Linked DNA regions of Mus musculus: regions 1, 2, 3 and 4 are each linked to region 5. A link is a contact called in public Hi-C and HiChIP or PLAC-seq data. All regions are on one chromosome and are shown on one strand. Each heading gives the region's core, a stretch centred on a gene start, on an enhancer-like site or on the middle of the called end of the contact. The rest is flanking DNA. Distances are from core to core; before and after follow the strand shown. Region 1 has its middle 190 kb from the start of Gm39035. Region 2 overlaps Gm36865 (a long non-coding RNA gene). Region 3 has its middle 140 kb from the start of Gm36865. Region 4 has its middle 9.5 kb from the start of Gm36865. Region 5 holds the start of A730056A06Rik (RIKEN cDNA A730056A06 gene).

Region 1 (3,263 bases), core at 418-2,917, 880 kb after region 5:
TTATGTCAGGTTATGAAATTGCTACAGAGAAAGTCATGGAATGGGGGTGGACTCAGGCCAGGGAGTGGGTGTGTGGTGGCTCTGGCCAGGATTGATTTGAATTGGGAGAGCAGAAGCTGGTTAGGAAATGCTTCCTGGGCTGCTGGGGAGGATAAAATAGGCCTGGCCGAGAGCAGATCTGAGGGGAGCTTTCCAATCAGATTTAACTGTACGTGTACCTATATTTGGACTTTAATACTGTGATGTCTGTGTTCAGGTAAGCTTGCTCTATGTCTCTCTTTCACAATTGAGAAAGAGGGACAGAGAAGGCTTCTGTGACAACCACTACCCCTCCCCCACCACACAGCCTACATAGGAAACCACAGAAGAGAAGTCTTAAAAATTTGTGACAAGGACGTCAAAGTGTAGCTCTCCACAGTTGATGGCTTCTGGCAGGGGTGCGGGTGAGAAAGGACTCCATTTTCTTTAAGGGGCTGGCCACTGGGAGTATGACCATGCTCCAGTGAGTGTGTGGACAACACAAAGAGAACTCATTTTTCCTTTTCCTCTTCTTTCTCCTCTTCTTCTTCAAACCTGGGAGGACTGGGAAGTGAGTATGATCTCAACCACCACCACCACACCACTTATTTAAACACACACACACACACACACACACACACACACACACACACACATACACATACACACACACATACACAAACACACACACACATACACATACACACCACACACACATACACACACACACACACACATACACACACACATACACACACACATACACACATACATACATACACATACATACACACACACATACACACACACACATACAAACACACACATATACACATACACACACATACACAAACACATACTCACACACATACACACACACATACTCACACACATACACAAACACACACACATACACAAACACACACACACATACATATATACAAACACACACACACATACACATACAGACCACACACACATACACACACACATACACATACACACACACACATACACAAACACACACATACACATATACATACATACACATACATACACAAACACACACATACACACACACATACAAACACACACACATATACACATACACACACATACACAAATACATAGTCATACACATACACACAAACAAAAACACATACTCACACACATACACAAACACAAACACATACTCACACACATACACAAACACACACACACATACACACACATACAAACATACACACACATATACACATATACACACATACACAAACACACACACATACTCACACACACACATACCCAAACACACACATACACAAACACACACACATACACAAACACACACACATACACAAACATACACATACACAAACACACACACATACACACACATACACAAACACACACACACACACATACACAAACACACACACACGAACACACCCCCATACCACACAAACACATATACCACACACACAAGCCACACACACACACCCTTGTTGCTGTGTGTCTGACTTTGAGAAATTCAGTAAAGAATGATTCCTGTCTGGCGATCTTGCTCCCTGGATTTGAGCTGCTGACTGTGCTAAGTCTGAGGGTTTTGCTTCCAGGCTTCTAAAGATTGCTTCTGTTGCCCGTATCTGTTGTTAACAACACCTGCTCAGACTTGTTTCTGTCTGCAAGTCTCTGCACACTCAGCTATTGCAGTATGGGTCAAAGAGCATCAGTTTCAAACTGGCTGACAAGACTGATTTACAGCTCCTGTGTTCCCAGTAATCTCATCTTGGCATTTATTGTTAAGCTCTTAGATAACATCTAAGGATGAGATTAAAATGCAAATTGAGAACAATACTGAATCAGGACAATGATTTATCGTGTATTGGATCTTCAGTTTCTCATACAATGCCCTGCCGTTCCTATACGTTACTTCATTTAGGTTTCACAATAATGATAAGGGAAATTGATAGTGTGTATAAGTGGTAATGGCAGGACACAAACCCAGGCTGACAAACTCCAGGGTCTATGGTCTCACCAAGATCAAGGCCTAGGTAAAAACCCAGAGCTGAAAGCACAAGTTCATGCCAGCAGTTCTCAGCCAGAGCTTGTGAATAAAAAACGCAGCTATACTAGGGGCTGAGAGGGCTGCTCCGTGGCAGTGTTGGACTAGCACATGCAAGACTGAGTTCAACCTGTAACATGAACATTTAAAAGAAACAAACGGAGACAGGAAGGAAATAAAACAAAAGAAGAAAGAAAAACAGTAACACACACACACATTTATTTACACATACCAGACACGCTCCTTCTGTCTTTCCATGTATGGAAAAGTAGAGTAATGGAAGAAAGGAAGAGGCAGAAGGAAGTTGAGGAAGGAAGGCAAAATTAGACCAGAGAAGGACCTCTGAGGTCATCTAGCATCAGGAGACATGACTCACGGTGCATATGTTAAGAAAGCACAGGAGGCGCATCTTATACTTCTCAGCCAGCTCCAGCTATAGCTTATGGTATCACCAAATTGAAATCAAAGCAACCCTGCTTCAGAGACCTTTCCATGGCAACTCTGTAATCTGCTCAATGTCCAGCAAGACTCTCTCCAGTTACCCAGTAAACAATGCCCAGGCAAAGTTGTAATGGGTCATTTTGCATCATAGCGTATTTATTTTAACTTGCTTTTATATTTTGTGGGTACTTTCCAAGTTTTAGATGTTATCCACAAAGGGACAAATGTTTCACATCAGGCTGGGAGGAGACGAGATGGGGCAGGCATAAACAGAGTCAGGATTAAAAAAAAAAAAAGGAAAAGGAAAAAGAACTACCATGTTAGAATATTTATAATTCATGAGCTTGAAAAAACCCACAGTCCTTTGCTTTGATAGTGTTCATTATTAAAGAATTTAAGAAATGACATATCCGACTTCCCGGGCTGTTCCTCATGTTTAGCTCACTGTTTGCTAGAAGGGATGAATAGAGCAGCCTCCCATGCGCAGGTGGACCTGTTGCCAGTGTATCTCAGCTCAACCGGGTGTCTCATTCTCATGACTAGCTCAATGATACACCCAACCACAGCCTAGATTGGTTGCTATTGTTCCGCCACTTTTGCCTGTACATACACCCAGAGTGAGGGAAGTCAATGTACTCTTGAGCAACTATGGGCTGCATGTTTCATCTCCAGTCTAACTTGGACATGGGTCTGAAGTGTGCTTAATTTTTTCACACTGCTGAACTATCTTTGCAGTGGT
Region 2 (3,184 bases), core at 394-2,893, 600 kb after region 5:
CATGACAAATGGCTTTCTCCATCTAAGCTTGTCCTTGCTTGCTCTTTCAACTACCATCTGTGTGGCTTTCTCTAGACACTTTTCATGTGGGGACCATTTCTAAGTCCTAGGTCAGAAAAATGGGCAAGGGTAGAACCTTATTATCAGATATCTTCTGAGTATTTATCATGAGGTTTACTTACATTTTCCCATTCAATTCTCATGAACAAGGTGAGGATAAATACATTCTAAAGCTGAAGGGAGAAACTAAGGGTTAGAAAACCCTGTTTAGAGATGCAGCACCCAGTAAGTGGGTCCTTTCCCTCTGGGCACAGATGGTGACAGATTCTGTGGGCCATAGGAGATGAAATGAAAACAGAAATCCAGTTTGTCAGGAGCTCAAGAGAGGTGAGAGGAAGCAAGAGAGGGAGGGGTTCTGAAGGCGCTGCAGATAAGGACCGGGTATCTCCACAGGCAATTTTTGCACACATCTCTGCTAACCTTGAGTTATGTTTCTAGAACTGGAACAAAATACTAGACAGAATAAACTTAAAAGAACAAAGGGTATATTTTGGCTCACAGAGTCAATGGTTTTAGCCCATGGTCGTTTGGTCCTATGGCTTGTGGTGAGGCAGGATATCATGGTGAGAGTATTTGGCTGCACAAAGTTCCTCACCTCGTGGGAAGGAGGGGGAAAGGGGACGTAGAAAGAGAGAAAGGGAGGAGAGGTAGGGTGGGAAGAGGAAGAAAGAGGGGGTGTGGAGGAGGGGAATAAAGGGAAAGGTAGAGGCAGAGGGCAAAGGAAGAGAAGAGAAAGAGAAAGATGGAGGGAAGAGAGGAGAACAGGGAGGTTGGGGCTGGGGAGAGGGCGGAAGGAAAGAAGAATAGGAGCAGGTTTCCAACATCCCCTTCTGGGCCTGCTCACCACCTCCCCAAAGCACCACATGGCTGGCGACTAAGCCTTTAGCATATGGAACTTTGGAGGACCTTTAATGTCCACACAGTAACATCCCACAATGCATCACTGCAGTTTGTCTTGTCTGCTGCCCCGTGGGCTTGACTCTCCCCAGTGCTTCCTGGACTCCTAGCCTCCTTGTCAGCCTCTGCAGCCCAGCATCCTGCTGTCATAAGTCAGCCTCAGACAGTTCCCAAGGCTCATCTCTCATGATCTGCATTCTCTCCCCTCCCCTGCCTCCCCTTAGGTGCTGGTGTTAAATGTTCTTGTCAGAAGCAACTATTTACAGGCCATTAACAACAGAAAGGATGATTAGGATGAATAATGCATGCTGCCAGTCAGGGGCTTTAGTATTCAGTACAGGCCTCTTCCCAGGCCAGGCGAGGGGTTGCTATGGAGTATGCTACTTCTTGAGAGCCCAATAACATGGAGAAGCAAGGGCAGGCTGCTGTGGGCAGGGAAAACTTAGTCTCTTAAGCTCATCCTTTGAGAGAAAAGCAGAAGAGATGGGGGTTTGTTGCATTTGTTCTTTGCAGATATTTTCACCTTTCTTCCCCAACATGTCCCCATTACACACAGACACACACACACAGACACACACACACACACACACACACACACACACACACACACACGGGTATTGTAACCCGGGAGACCCAGGTGCAGCTGTGCAATGACTGTGCAATCCATGCCCACATTACCATTTAAATCCTAGTAACATTTGTCTTCTAGTTTCTTTGAAAAATAAGGCTTATAGAAAGTGAATGTATTCAAGGGACTAAGTGCATAAGCAATAGATGGCTGTCAAACACATTCTCTCTCTCACACACACACACACACACACACACACACACACACACACACACACACACATACACCCCTCACACACATTTCTTGATCTCCAGCTGGTAATAGAGATAGATTAACCATCACAGAGGCTCATATCAGAAAGCCCAAGAAGCCATGGTTCTTTCTGATCATTATTGTGACTGGATACATTCTAACAGAAAAGAATGGCCAAGAGAGGACTCAGTCAATCTAGTGACCATTGCTCTTTTTCTGTATAATTTCTCAATGATAACATCAGAGAGAGTAAGTGAGTCTCATCCCAGGATCCTCCTAATTATCAACTTTTAGGCAATATCTTTTCCATATGCTTATCTGTGTTACTATATGGAATCAAGAGAACTGACTATCTAGCAGAGAAGAGGTCTGTACTATTAACAAATTGCTTTGCTATGCAGAAATCAAGGCCATTTGAGGTACCGGTCTAAAAAGTCATATTTGGCAATAATGAGTTCCATGTTTTTATTTGTATTAGGGCATTTTTCAGGATCTATTTCATAGGCTTTTCTTTCTGTCTTCTGTAGCATGAGATTCCTGCAGAAGTGACATTGAGCTCATAAGTACAGGTGCATTAGTGTTGAAAGGCAATGTTGGCCAGAAGGATGCTGGGTTAGGTCACCTGCTCTCTTCAACTGCTCCCGGGAAGGAATTGTAAGGAAGAGTTTATTTTCTGCTAGCTGAACAGAGGTGGGACTGAACCACACTAGTCCTCAGCATAAGTTCATCACACCTATTTATTTTATGCCCACCTTCCCTGCTTTACCTTTCTTATTGCCCTCTAGATTTCTCTGAATATGTTTACAGTGCTCTAAATGCATACAACCCTTGGTCTAGACCCTTTTGGAAAGCAGGATGGACTCTGGGTTCTGACATTCTCATCTTCAAGTCTGACCTTCCACTTTCCTTCTAAGCAGCAAACATAATATTTGAGTTACCTTTCCAATTTCTTTCTCTGGCATGTGGTTTTAGACATCTTTATTGCTTTAGCTGTGTTTTCCTCCACACTCATGTCTGTGTTGCTTACACAGAAATGCAGGTGTTTGTGGGTTCGGCTCCCCAAGCTCATTTGTTTGCTAACCCTGCAACCAAACTCATCATATTTTGAGAGATTCTTCATCAACAGACTAGAGCTCCATTTCAGCCTTCAGCGACCCAGAGGCCCAAATAAGAAGTCCACCTGTAGGGTTTAGCTCCTTGGGTACTTTCTCTAGCTCCTCCATTGGGGGCCCTGTGATCCATCCAATAGCTGACTGTGAGCATCCACTTCTGTGTTTGCTAGGCCCCGGCATAGTCTCACAAGAGAGAGCTATATGTACCCCGGAGCTCTTGACTCTAGCTGCATATGTATCAAAAGATGGCCTAGTCGGCCATCACTGGAAAGAGAGGCCCATTGGACTTGCAAAC
Region 3 (3,671 bases), core at 8-2,507, 680 kb after region 5:
ATTCTACCATCAGGCCTCTGACTTATTTAGCTATTGGTTCTTGGTTTGATTAACAGTATGGGTTTCATCCTACAGTGCAAGCCTTAAAGTCATGAAGAAAGTATTTGATTGTTTTTATAACATTCAGGCCACTATTGTGTAAGTCACCGTAACTGACTTATTATTTTGGCTTGCAGGGTTCACAAGTGGATGAGGCTAATGCCTACTTTGCTCCTTCTGTTGTGCACCTAGAATCTTCCAGCACTATGACAGCTAGCAGCTGAGGAAGAATACCCGAATTTTCCATTTCTGTTCAATATAGTATTTGAGTTCTTAGCCAGAACAATAAGAAAAATGAAATAGATAAAGTACAGGTAGGAAAGCGAAAAAGTGAAAGGATCGTTATTTGAAGATATGATTCTGAATATAAGACTCTAAAGAATCCACTAGAAAACTCATGCAGCTGATAAGCATACTCTTTTCCTCCCCCAACTCCTCCTGGAACTTACCCAACCAATTTCATATTCTTTCCACATTCTCATAAACAAATAAATTAACAACCTAGATTTAAAAACAAACAAAAACAAAACAAGTACCAAAACAAAACCAAAAAAGGCACACAAAAACATCATATTTATTTTGCATTGAGGAACTCTTCTTGGTCCTGGGGCCTGCTGTGGCATGTCACTGATATATTGACATTTTAATTTGAGTCTTTTCAACCAAAATATTCTGACAAATACACTGGTGTATCTGGGCTCAGCAGCCAAGAAAGTCTTGGGGAACACTGAGTTTGATGTTTGATGTCAGTTTACTCTCTACTTCCTTTTTCCTTGTAACTTGAAAAATTAAAAACCAAGGCTTAGATTCATCAATGAGAAGTATGAATCATGTACCGCCTAGAGACGCCTATTCCCCATGTCATGATGTGTTATCCAGGAAGCCTGATGACAGAGCCCCTTTGTAATACTTACTTGGGAAGTGAGGTCTGACTTAAACCATTTCATTTCACATTTATGTAGAAATAAATGCTTCAAAGCATTTTTATAAATGTTCCTTCTGATTTCTCCTCCTTCCACCCGCATTGTACAGGACGTGTTGGTACCTATCTGTTGAGTCAGCACTAAATTCTACAGGAACACATTCAGAGGGATTAGCGTTTCCTCCACGGTGTCTGGCATCTTTTCAATCCCGGATGTTAAACTCGGGGAAGAACCAGAATGCACAGGCACTAACTGGCCTTGGTGACTAACACAGCCCCCTTTCTCCTCCAACCCACCGAGTAGCAAAGGGTGTTCCTGCGAAGAATGCTCCAGAAAGCACAGGCATCTTCGATGCTACTGGGTGTTGGTTTTGGGTGAACTGTATCTTATCTGGCAATCCTTTTTTTTTTTTTTTTTTTTTTTTGAGCAAAAGATCTTGGATTCATGAGCTGTAAAGGTGACATTCTGTGGTGGCGAAGTGAAAGCTTACACAACATAAGTAAAGTATGAGCCATTCATGCAGATTTTAAGCTTCAAAAATTCCCTTTATCTTGTTTTGCTCTCTTTTTATCGAGTCTGGAAGCAGATGGCACGATGCTTAACCTGGCAACCATCTTTCACCACAAGCAGCATTCGGAATAAGTGGATCTGACTGAAGGGCATCAGCTCCTGCTGCTAGGGACTCTCTGGAAGCCTCCTTTTTTTTATTCCCATTCTTCAGTTGTCACCTGTGGCAGGAATTGAATGCCCTTTCCTTCTTCCTCCTCATGACTCCATTACAGTAAACACCATGTGATTTTTCAATGTCTAGTGAATGGAACAGATTGACTGTATTTCTTCCTGCTGAGAGGTGGCAAAGCTTTAGCAGGTGTGACTGACTTTCTGCTTCATGTCACTCAGGCTATGGACATTTCTGGCCCCTTACTCATCTCGAAGATGGTGCCCTCATTTAAAATGATAGAAATTACCATGATGTCTAGAATCTGAAACATGCTCAGGATACATTAGTTTTGTCTGGTGCCAATCTTTGTGTGGACTAATGAGCACAACAGGCACCTATTGTTTACAAATAGCAATGCCATTTTATTATTTGAACGGAGCTTAGAGTTAATGGGTTAGGGAACCAGGGAGAGGCTAGATCTCATAATATTCTTCCTCATACTTTGTGTATGTAGTCAGGTTTTGAAAAATGCAGCAGAAATACACTGACAATACTTAGAAGTATTGCATACTATGTGGGTTATGGTTTTGTGGTACTTTGAGAGAAAGCAATAGTTCCCAGAATGCACAGCCTCATGAGACATCATACCCAGCAGTCCCCAACCTTTTAAACCATAAAAGTACCACACATAATGAGAAGTAGCATCTAAATTCTGAAATTGCTGCCTCTGCCAGTCTTTTCTCCAATGTATGTCCTTGACATCCAGCCAAAATGAGGTGCTTGTGATTGTACGGGTGTCTCCATGGAGCCCCTGTTCTATGCCAGTACTTTCCGAAGATTGCTATTCCTCATTACTATGGCTCTATAGCATAACTTGAAATCAAGTATGGTGATGTCCCCATATTGTTCTATAGGCTAATTATTGTGATGGCTACTCAGTACCCTATTCACTTCCATTGTAATTAGGATTTTTATTTATTTATTTATTTTTTTTACATCAGCGAAATACATTTTTGGAATTTTGATGGTGATTACATGGAATCTGAAGCTTTGGGCATTATAGTGATTATCACAAGAGTAATCTCCAATCCATAAGCATTCGAGATTTGTTAATAGAAGTGCCTCAAATAGAGAGAAAAATGAGAGGAAGATCTTGGGAAATCAGAAAGGAGAACAAAGGATAAAAGAGGCAGTTGGAATGGGTTGAGCACTCAACAGGGTCCTTTTCTTTATGAGTTACAAGCCAAATCTAGCTCTTGAAATAAAGGCTAGGATGCCACCCAGTACTCAAATTATGGATTCTCTGTCCACTCTTTTCCCTGGGGCTCAGAGAGCTATGTGGCAGAGGAGGCTGAAAGATTGTAAAAGGCAGAGGAGATACATGGCACCAAGAAACAGCAACTCTCAGACATAGCAGGAGCTACACACACATGAACCCACACAGCCCATGGTAGCAGACACAGATTCAAGCCAGTCTGGCTTCAAGAGCTGAGAAGGGCAAGTGGAGAGAGGGAGAGGTGGACACAATCTCCCATCCTTAAGCAATAAGCTGTTTCCAATTGACAACTGATTGCAAAGGAAAAATTAGTTTTCTTTAGTAGGATAACCCTGCATATACAATCTGTACTAAACAGAGAAACAGAAACCAAGATATAAAATATCAGGTTTCAATGTCAACCCCCCCGCCCCCAAATAGTTCAATAAATTTTTATACTTGAAAAATAAAAGAAAGCAAACATTTAAAATTATCATTTTCAAATACACAAATTTTGAGCTTTGGAAACTTTTTTTTCTTTTCTGTTTTAGAAAAAAAAAAAGCATGACTCAACTACATGAAAAAAGGTATAACACTCCAAAATAATGTGTTTGACTTTGCTTAATCTGGTCATCATAAGCTAGCTTGTAAGCAGACAGTTCTGAGGATGACTGGGTAATCTGTACATGGCTTGTGAATCATTAATATATATATATATATATATAGATAGATAGATAGATAGATATAGATATAGATATAGATATAGATATAGATATAGATATAGATATAGATA
Region 4 (3,310 bases), core at 358-2,857, 540 kb after region 5:
AGGACATAATAAGGTCCCGGAGGACCAGGGACAGTTTCTCCTTGACCCTAGATTATAGGACTATAATAATGTTGCCGTTAGCCATAGAGAAAGCAGCTGGTTCCTTATCGGTATTTATATAGTAAGGAAAATGAAGACAGAAATTCCCCACTGCAGATGTTGGTGTAAGCTGCTCGCTTGTCTAAGTTACAAGATTAGTTTTAGCAATTACATTTGGTATCCAATAATCTGAGAATCGGTTCTTCTTTGTGTTTCCTGATATTCACCATTCTCTCCTACCCTGGACAAAGAGAGCTGTGTACATCACAGAGGTCAGGAAGCATACCTAGGCTTTCTCAGTCCCCAGGAAATTATCTCCTTTTCTGTACCCACTTCAGTGCAGCAGTCTGACTTCTCCCTGATGCAGGGGATGCTTCCCTCAAAGAAAATGCTCTGCATCTAAAATTCTTATCTGAAAACTGAAAAAGAGCCTTGACTTTGTTGGTTTTCTAGAAGAACAGTCTGGAGTTCTGTGCGGGATGCACCCCAGTGTCGGAGCCTAGAGGGGTAGGCTGGAGTTGTACAGGTTTTCTTGGGTTGTACCTTCCTGATGGTATACCTGCTCATCTCCAGGTGCTCTTTAAATCTTGGGTCATTCAAGAGGCTGCCAAAACAATTGTATTCATGATCACAACGATGGAAGGTTGGTACCTGGCATGTTTACAACCTCTTACCTTTGCATAAAGTGCACACAGCTTGCTGGGGTTTGCAGCTCAGAGATAGAGTTGTTTGTTCCTGTGAGTGAGCTGTTGGTTAATACCCTCCAAGAGATGGTTAGGGGAGAGACAAAATGAGATGTATCTATGTGGGAAAACACAGCTTGTCACTAGATCACCTTCAGCTATTAGTTATTTAGTTTCAAGAGTTATTCATCTAAATTCCTGTAATTAATACACCCACTTCAAACCCACCCACTTCTACTGGCTAGTGTGTTCAAGAAGGTAAAGTGTGTGCAGCTGGCTAGCTTCTCCCCCATTGCCATTGTCTGTATTGTCAGGAAAGAAAGACAACACACAGGAATGCTTATGAATAATTCAAGTCCTGGAGAGAAGGCCATTCCATGACCCAACACAAACCTTCGCATCAATCGGCATTGTTAAAATTAATCCTGCGAAAGCCAACCTCCTCCTTCAGATGTGAGAATATAAGGCCATTCTGATTTGCAAGCAAAGAGGTCCTCACATAAGAAAATCAATTTAAACCCAGAGTGACATTTCGGGTTTGATTCAGTCAGCATTGTCTGGCTTGCATTATTTAATAGGCTGCGTCTACAATGACCTCTGAAGAGTTAAAACTCACGAACAGGGGAGCTGAGTGCTATCTATTATAATTTTGACTTTAATGATTAGAAACACGGGATACATTCCTCTGGAATGTCAGCTCTGAGTGGTTTCCATTGCAGCTCATCTATTAGGAAGGAGCATGACCCCAAAGATTTTTCTGACCTCATTTGGGTCTTGTGACTCATTTGGTCAAGCGTTTCAAAACTGAAATTCAGGAGAAGCTCTAGAGAACATTCTGACTGGCCCTGGTGGAAAGCGACACCCTAGCTGGGCATGCCAGAGTAGTGCCCTTCATAGGCCACAAGCTAAAATGCCTCAGAGGCAGCACAAACTGTTTTATGCAGAAAGTCTTTCTAGATGAAAATGCTACGGATTGTGCAACAGAGAAAACATGCTTGACGAATGTCCTGCTTGCTCAAGGTGACTCTGACATCAATCTCACTGATACAAAAGTGAAGGATCTTGTGGTCATTGGGAAGATTCAAGATTCAAATATATTTTGGGGGATTCAACTTAATCTGTGCTATGTGAGGGGCTACATAAGTTTCTCCCCTAAGCTATACTTGATTGATTATATCACCTGTGCATCTATTTAAGACAGTACCATTTCACATGCCTCCAATTTTTAAAAATTTTTAATAGAAAATGAAATTCCTACATATGATACAAACTTGAGTTGGAACAGCTAAGAACAACTTAGGTCAGGGTTTGGCAGTCATAGGCCAGAGCCAGCCTGCTTTCTAGTTCCAGTAAATAAGGCTTTGTTGGAACATACCCTGACAGGGTCATTTTCAGATATTGTTGAAAGAATTAATTTTTAGTTTTCAGCACGTGTATCTGTGTTTATCTGTGTGTTTGTGCCTGAGTGTAATGCCTGCAGTGGCCAGAAGAGGGTGTTAGCTCTTTATGAACTGTAGTTATGTGTGGTTGTGAGCCCTCTAGCATGGGTTCTGGGAAATGAAGTGTGGTCCTCTACAAGAGCAGTGTAAGTTCTTAACTAATGAGACAAAGGTCCAGACCCTCATCAGTTCCTGTTGCTATTTGCAGAACACAGTAGTGGGATTAAGTGGCTATAACCAAGATCTGTCTCCATTCCTGAAAGGCTAGGAATATTTACTCATTTTCTTTTTGTGTACAATTCCTTTCTTGAGGAAGCCTAGAGTGCACAGTGTAAGTGGCAGGGTTTATAGAAACCTGCTGAAAGCACAGGATGCTTAGGACTGAACTATTGGAGCACTAGCTTGGAAAGCTGATGAGATTGTTGGGGAAAATGCAAATACCCATTCCTTGTACTCTGGCAAAGGAAAGAGTCAGAGCTGGAGTTTGATGACATTACTCCTAGAAACTTGTCCAAGTTCAAGAGATGGACGCACTGAGATAACAACAATTCTTCAGATAGCCACGTGGTCTCACTATGGCTAGTCTAGTGTTTAGGCTTTAAAAATAATAAAGCCAGCTAGTAATTATTGTCTTCTGTTTGTGTGCCAAAAGGCAAGATCAGGCAACTGTTCTCTGAAGATCAATTGTCTTCACATTTTACACTTAGTTTGCTGGACGTGAGAAACGGGCAGCAGGCTGGATTTGGCATGTGGAACATAGCTTGCCAATGTCTGGATCAGATGAAAGTCATGTTAGGCTTCTTGTTCTGTTGTTTAGCTTCTGTGTTCCATAGCCCTCCAAGTTGCCAAGTGCTAACTTGGTCTAATCTACTGGGAGACTTAGGAGGAACTGGCAGCATTGACTTTCCAGTAAAGAAAAGATAAAATGGTTTTCCACAGTACCCACAGTGGAGTATCAACCATCCAGCCCAGGGCTGGGCACAGATATGCACTTAGCATGTAACTGAAAGAATGATATCATGAGGCTGCCCTGACTTGTGATATCATACTTTCAGGACACCTGGACAGACAGCTGGTTCCCTCTGCAATGCTTCTACCCATGTATCTCTGACTCTAATGAATACTTGAGAATCCATTTAGTAAATATGT
Region 5 (3,322 bases), core at 798-3,297:
TAAAGTGCTTGCCCGGCACCCAAAAAGCCTTGGGTTTGATTCCCAACAATGCATGTATTAGATGAGATAGGAGAATCAGAAGTTCAAGGTCATTTTTGGCTCCATAGACAAGTAAATAACAGCCTGGGACACATAAGACCTACGAGAAAAGAGCAAAGAAAGAGGCCGGATCCCTGCTTACTACCACTGAAGCCCAGAGGAGCCTCTCGGAGAAAGCGCTTTATCACAGGCAGAAAGCCAGGATGCCCTCCAAGGAGCCGGAGCGCCCTTCACACAGAGAACTCATTCCCTGCTAGTATCCGCAGGCCTGGAAGGTGGCAGCAAATCCAGCCATTAAAGAACGTGCAGCCTGCCCGCCGGGATGCGTGGGTGCCCCACCCAGAGCCTTTGTCCAACTGCTGCCATCCTGCCTGTCAGTCATTCCGGGAAGTAGGCCTGCCTGAACAGCAGAAATTCTTCCCCTTGTGTGTGTGAAAAAAACAAAAAACAAAAAACAAAACAAAACCAACCAAACAAACAAACAAAAAAACCAAGAGGCCATTTGGGGGTACACTGTTCCCTTTCAGTGGAGATGGCATGACGCTCTTTCCCGTTCTTCAGTTACCCTAAGAGCACACTTTAGCATCTAATCTCTTTTCTAAGAGTCAGGGCTTAACATTAACTTCACAAATCACTATATAGGTACAGATGAACTAGAGAGTAGTAAAGTGACCGTGACAGGCTTGCCAGATCCCTGGACCAGATGCCTAGGGACAAAGGCAGGTGACCGTTTACTTTATTTTTGCTAGAAGAACCCAAAACTACACAGAAGGGAATGGCAGTCCTGGAGGTGATATCCTGCCACTAATACAATTCGTCATTCGGTCCTGAGAGCTAAGCTCCGGGCAGCGGGTGCTCAAGCCCCGCTTACAGGATGGCCTGAGCACTAGAGAAACAGTCTTTCTGGACACGTTGGCTAGTTCCCATCTCTCCATCTCCTCATATAGGGGAACTTTGAGAACGCCCAACTTCATGGCTTGTGAGGAAGGTACAGATCACCATTTCCGCTAGATGGCGATATTTCCCCTAATCCATCCGCTTCAAGACACCCAATTTATAAAATAAATACAATCCAACGCCTTCCGAAACCACACCACATAATAACAGCACACAGGCTCCCATTAAAGTTCCAGTCTCAGGAAACTGACTCCCTCGTCGAGAAAATCTAATGCAACTACTCTAGTAAGATGCAATCAAGAGTTGCATCCAAGTGTCATTCATATTTGCACCGGTCCCCCAATACACCTGTCCCTCTACCCCTAGTTAACACTCAGGGATGAGCCATGGCTCAAGTCAGGCGCTGAGTCCTCGTGGTGCCTTGCCTTCCTCTTAGGAACGTCGGACCTTTTGGGACCCTTGCCCCTTAGCCACCACCCCAAGTCTAGCACACCGGACGCTCCTAAGCAAGGGTCACTCACACTGTACAATGTACAATGCCGACGGCCCCGGGGCAGGTGCGTTCATTTCCAGCTTCTGCAACCCGGGCCTGGGTTAAGTGAGAGAATCCGGTTTCACCGTGGGTCAGCGGGGTGATCAGATCTGTCAAGAGCTCTGTGGGTCAGGGGGGCTCTCGCCTCCGGAAGAGGTGGCCGCGCAGGAGAGAGAGCTCCAGGCGGTACACAGTGGGTGGGACAGGCGCCGGGTCTGCCCAGCCACGCGCAGCGCCTACTGCCCTCATGGCAGCATCTTAGGGGGCTGGGGGAAAAGAAAAAACACCAAACCACAAAACTTTCCTGCTGCCAAGTGCGAAGGCGAGTCATCCGAGGCAAAACCCTAAGTGTGTGAGATGAGACACCGGGTTGGGGGAGCCACTAATCAGTGAGGCGGCGGAGCGCAAGTGTCCGCAGCGCCTTGGGGACCTCAGGACCCCGTGCCCCCGCTGTCCGCGCTTACCTTGGCGGCTGCATGAGCCCCTCCAGCCCGCGGGGGGTTGGCGCTGGCGGGGCTGCGCGCGAAGACTAGGTGTAGGGCGGTCGCTCGTGGGCCCCTGGGTGAGGTGGGAGGGGCCCGGCTGGCGCTGGTCCCCGCAGCTCAGCGGACTCAGTAGCGACCCGGGGCGCTCCGCCTGCTCCCCGGCTGCATGCCTGCGAGCGCCTGGAGGAGCGAGCCTCAGGAGCGGCCGGCTGGCCAGTGCTTCCCGGGCGCAGGGCTCGGGCGGCGTAGCTTGCAGTTCCGAGACGCCTGCAGAGTAGGGCGGCCCGGGCTAACCTGCTGCCTCGCCCGGCCTGTCGCCGCCACCGCCACCGCTGAGCGCGGCGTCGCGAGGTTCGTTTGCGCGCGGCAGGGAGGGGGCGGGCCGGGCACCCCGGGAGCGGGCGGGGGGGCGAGCGCGGGCGGAGCGGAGCAGAGGGAGGGGGAGGGGTGGGGTCTGGGCTCCAAAGGCCCCGCCCCGCCGCGGTCCCACCCTTGCTGATCCGCGCTAGTGGGTGTGTGAGGACGTAGGGGGTGAGCCTGCAGAAAGCGCACACTCTCCCTGCGGGCTCGCGATCCCAGGGTTCGAGCAGCAAGTGCAGCGACCCTCCCTTCCGCTAACGCATCCAACTTTCTTAACCCTGAGCCAGGTGGCTTGGAGTCCACGTTTTCAACCTGGGAGCCTACGGTGGTTAGAGGTTTCCAATCGTGGATAAATATTGACATCTGCCGAAAGTCACCTTTGTTCTATAGGGATTTTACTCCTATTTAGAATCTTATTGGAAAAAATAAATAATATGTATATTGCATGCACAGTGCGCGAATACACGCAGTCTGGAGTAAACAGACTGTCTTGTACTCCCCCACCCCTCCCTCTGCAGTCCAGCTCAGAGGTAACCTCCGGTCACAGCGTCTTCCTCCCCCGCCCCGCACCCTTCTCGCATAGATTGCCAGAGGAAACTCCGGGCTTCTCAAAAGGATTCTTCATGCAGCTCACGCACACAGTGGAGAGCACAGCCAGCCGCCAGCAGCTCATCTCCAGGGTCTCACCCCAACACCACGTATAGGTCTGAAACCCTAGCTGGGGTGTGAAGTCAGCCGGGACACACAGCTCACACTCAAATTATCACTGAACAGTTAGCGCTGCCAGGATATTTTATACAGGGGTTACGACCCGATCTTCTCTTAATCTGAACCAAGCGCTGGAATTTTGATAGGATGAGAACTCTGTATTTAATGAAAAGGTATCGTCCGTATTAAGACCCTCGTCGTTATTTATGCTGTGGTCTTAAGGGATGTGGTTTTGAACTCAATGTTCTGCGTTTATTGGCCAAATGAATTAGACTAGTCTATAACTGAGCTATAAATAAAC

What was found. A called contact is a pair of places that touch in the nucleus more often than the background predicts. HiChIP or PLAC-seq counts read pairs in DNA pulled down with a chosen protein or histone mark.
Region 1: a contact with region 5 is called in a Hi-C map of epidermal suprabasal cells, with 4 times the contacts expected there. The contact joins the enhancer-like site here to the promoter of A730056A06Rik in region 5. A contact is called at or near these places in 13 of 39 promoter capture datasets (the 3T3-L1 cell line, 3T3-L1-derived adipocytes, the C10 cell line and 8 more), 4 of 484 Hi-C or Micro-C datasets (embryonic retina, epidermal suprabasal cells and uterus), 8 of 115 datasets of contacts at active chromatin or transcription factors (embryonic basal ganglia, embryonic forebrain, embryonic hindbrain and 5 more) and 1 of 9 other capture datasets (embryonic stem cells).
Region 2: an H3K4me3 HiChIP or PLAC-seq map of neural tube shows a contact between it and region 5, with 17 times the contacts expected there. The contact joins the enhancer-like site here to the promoter of A730056A06Rik in region 5. A contact is called at or near these places in 12 of 39 promoter capture datasets (the 3T3-L1 cell line, 3T3-L1-derived adipocytes, embryonic stem cells and 7 more) and 12 of 115 datasets of contacts at active chromatin or transcription factors (astrocytes, craniofacial prominence, embryonic basal ganglia and 8 more).
Region 3: a Hi-C map of cerebellar granule neurons shows a contact between it and region 5, with 1.8 times the contacts expected there. The contact joins the enhancer-like site here to the promoter of A730056A06Rik in region 5. A contact is called at or near these places in 13 of 39 promoter capture datasets (the 3T3-L1 cell line, 3T3-L1-derived adipocytes, the HPC-7 cell line and 8 more), 8 of 484 Hi-C or Micro-C datasets (adipose-derived mesenchymal stem cells, cerebellar granule neurons, cerebellum and 3 more), 9 of 115 datasets of contacts at active chromatin or transcription factors (craniofacial prominence, embryonic basal ganglia, embryonic forebrain and 6 more) and 1 of 9 other capture datasets (embryonic stem cells).
Region 4: a Hi-C map of muscle stem cells shows a contact between it and region 5, with 5 times the contacts expected there. The contact joins the enhancer-like site here to the promoter of A730056A06Rik in region 5. A contact is called at or near these places in 11 of 39 promoter capture datasets (the 3T3-L1 cell line, the SN4741 cell line, cranial neural crest and 5 more), 1 of 15 datasets of contacts at CTCF or cohesin (embryonic stem cells), 6 of 484 Hi-C or Micro-C datasets (the C2C12 cell line, the HL-1 cell line, adipose-derived mesenchymal stem cells and 3 more), 11 of 115 datasets of contacts at active chromatin or transcription factors (astrocytes, craniofacial prominence, embryonic basal ganglia and 8 more) and 1 of 9 other capture datasets (embryonic stem cells).

The regions. Positions count from the first base shown.
Region 1 is chr7:72,495,880-72,499,142 of GRCm38.p6, reverse strand. No RefSeq gene overlaps it. Among named protein-coding and RNA genes, the nearest start is that of Gm39035, 190 kb to the right of the region's middle. Within about 2 kb of position 1,667, at least 25 of the 459 cell types and tissues checked have an H3K27ac peak or open chromatin away from gene starts, as enhancers often do. A contact at or near this core is called in epidermal suprabasal cells, where this site is marked.
Region 2 is chr7:72,772,645-72,775,828 of GRCm38.p6, reverse strand. The region is part of intron 3 of Gm36865 (a long non-coding RNA gene); the gene reads left to right. Among named protein-coding and RNA genes, the nearest start is that of Gm36865, 52 kb to the left of the region's middle. Within about 2 kb of position 1,643, at least 23 of the 459 cell types and tissues checked have an H3K27ac peak or open chromatin away from gene starts, as enhancers often do. A contact at or near this core is called in embryonic basal ganglia, embryonic forebrain, neural tube and 1 more, where this site is marked.
Region 3 is chr7:72,689,562-72,693,232 of GRCm38.p6, reverse strand. No RefSeq gene overlaps it. Among named protein-coding and RNA genes, the nearest start is that of Gm36865, 140 kb to the left of the region's middle. Within about 2 kb of position 1,257, at least 30 of the 459 cell types and tissues checked have an H3K27ac peak or open chromatin away from gene starts, as enhancers often do. A contact at or near this core is called in cerebellar granule neurons and cerebellum, where this site is marked.
Region 4 is chr7:72,834,513-72,837,822 of GRCm38.p6, reverse strand. No RefSeq gene overlaps it. Among named protein-coding and RNA genes, the nearest start is that of Gm36865, 9.5 kb to the right of the region's middle. Within about 2 kb of position 1,607, at least 2 of the 459 cell types and tissues checked have an H3K27ac peak or open chromatin away from gene starts, as enhancers often do. A contact at or near this core is called in muscle stem cells, where this site is marked.
Region 5 is chr7:73,374,499-73,377,820 of GRCm38.p6, reverse strand. A730056A06Rik (RIKEN cDNA A730056A06 gene) reads left to right here and starts at 2,047. Exons shown (of 2, transcript NR_040325.1): 1 at 2,047-2,304. It overlaps Rgma (repulsive guidance molecule family member A), which reads right to left and starts at 2,301. Exons shown (of 4, transcript NM_177740.5): 1 at 1,933-2,301. The coding sequence starts at 1,946.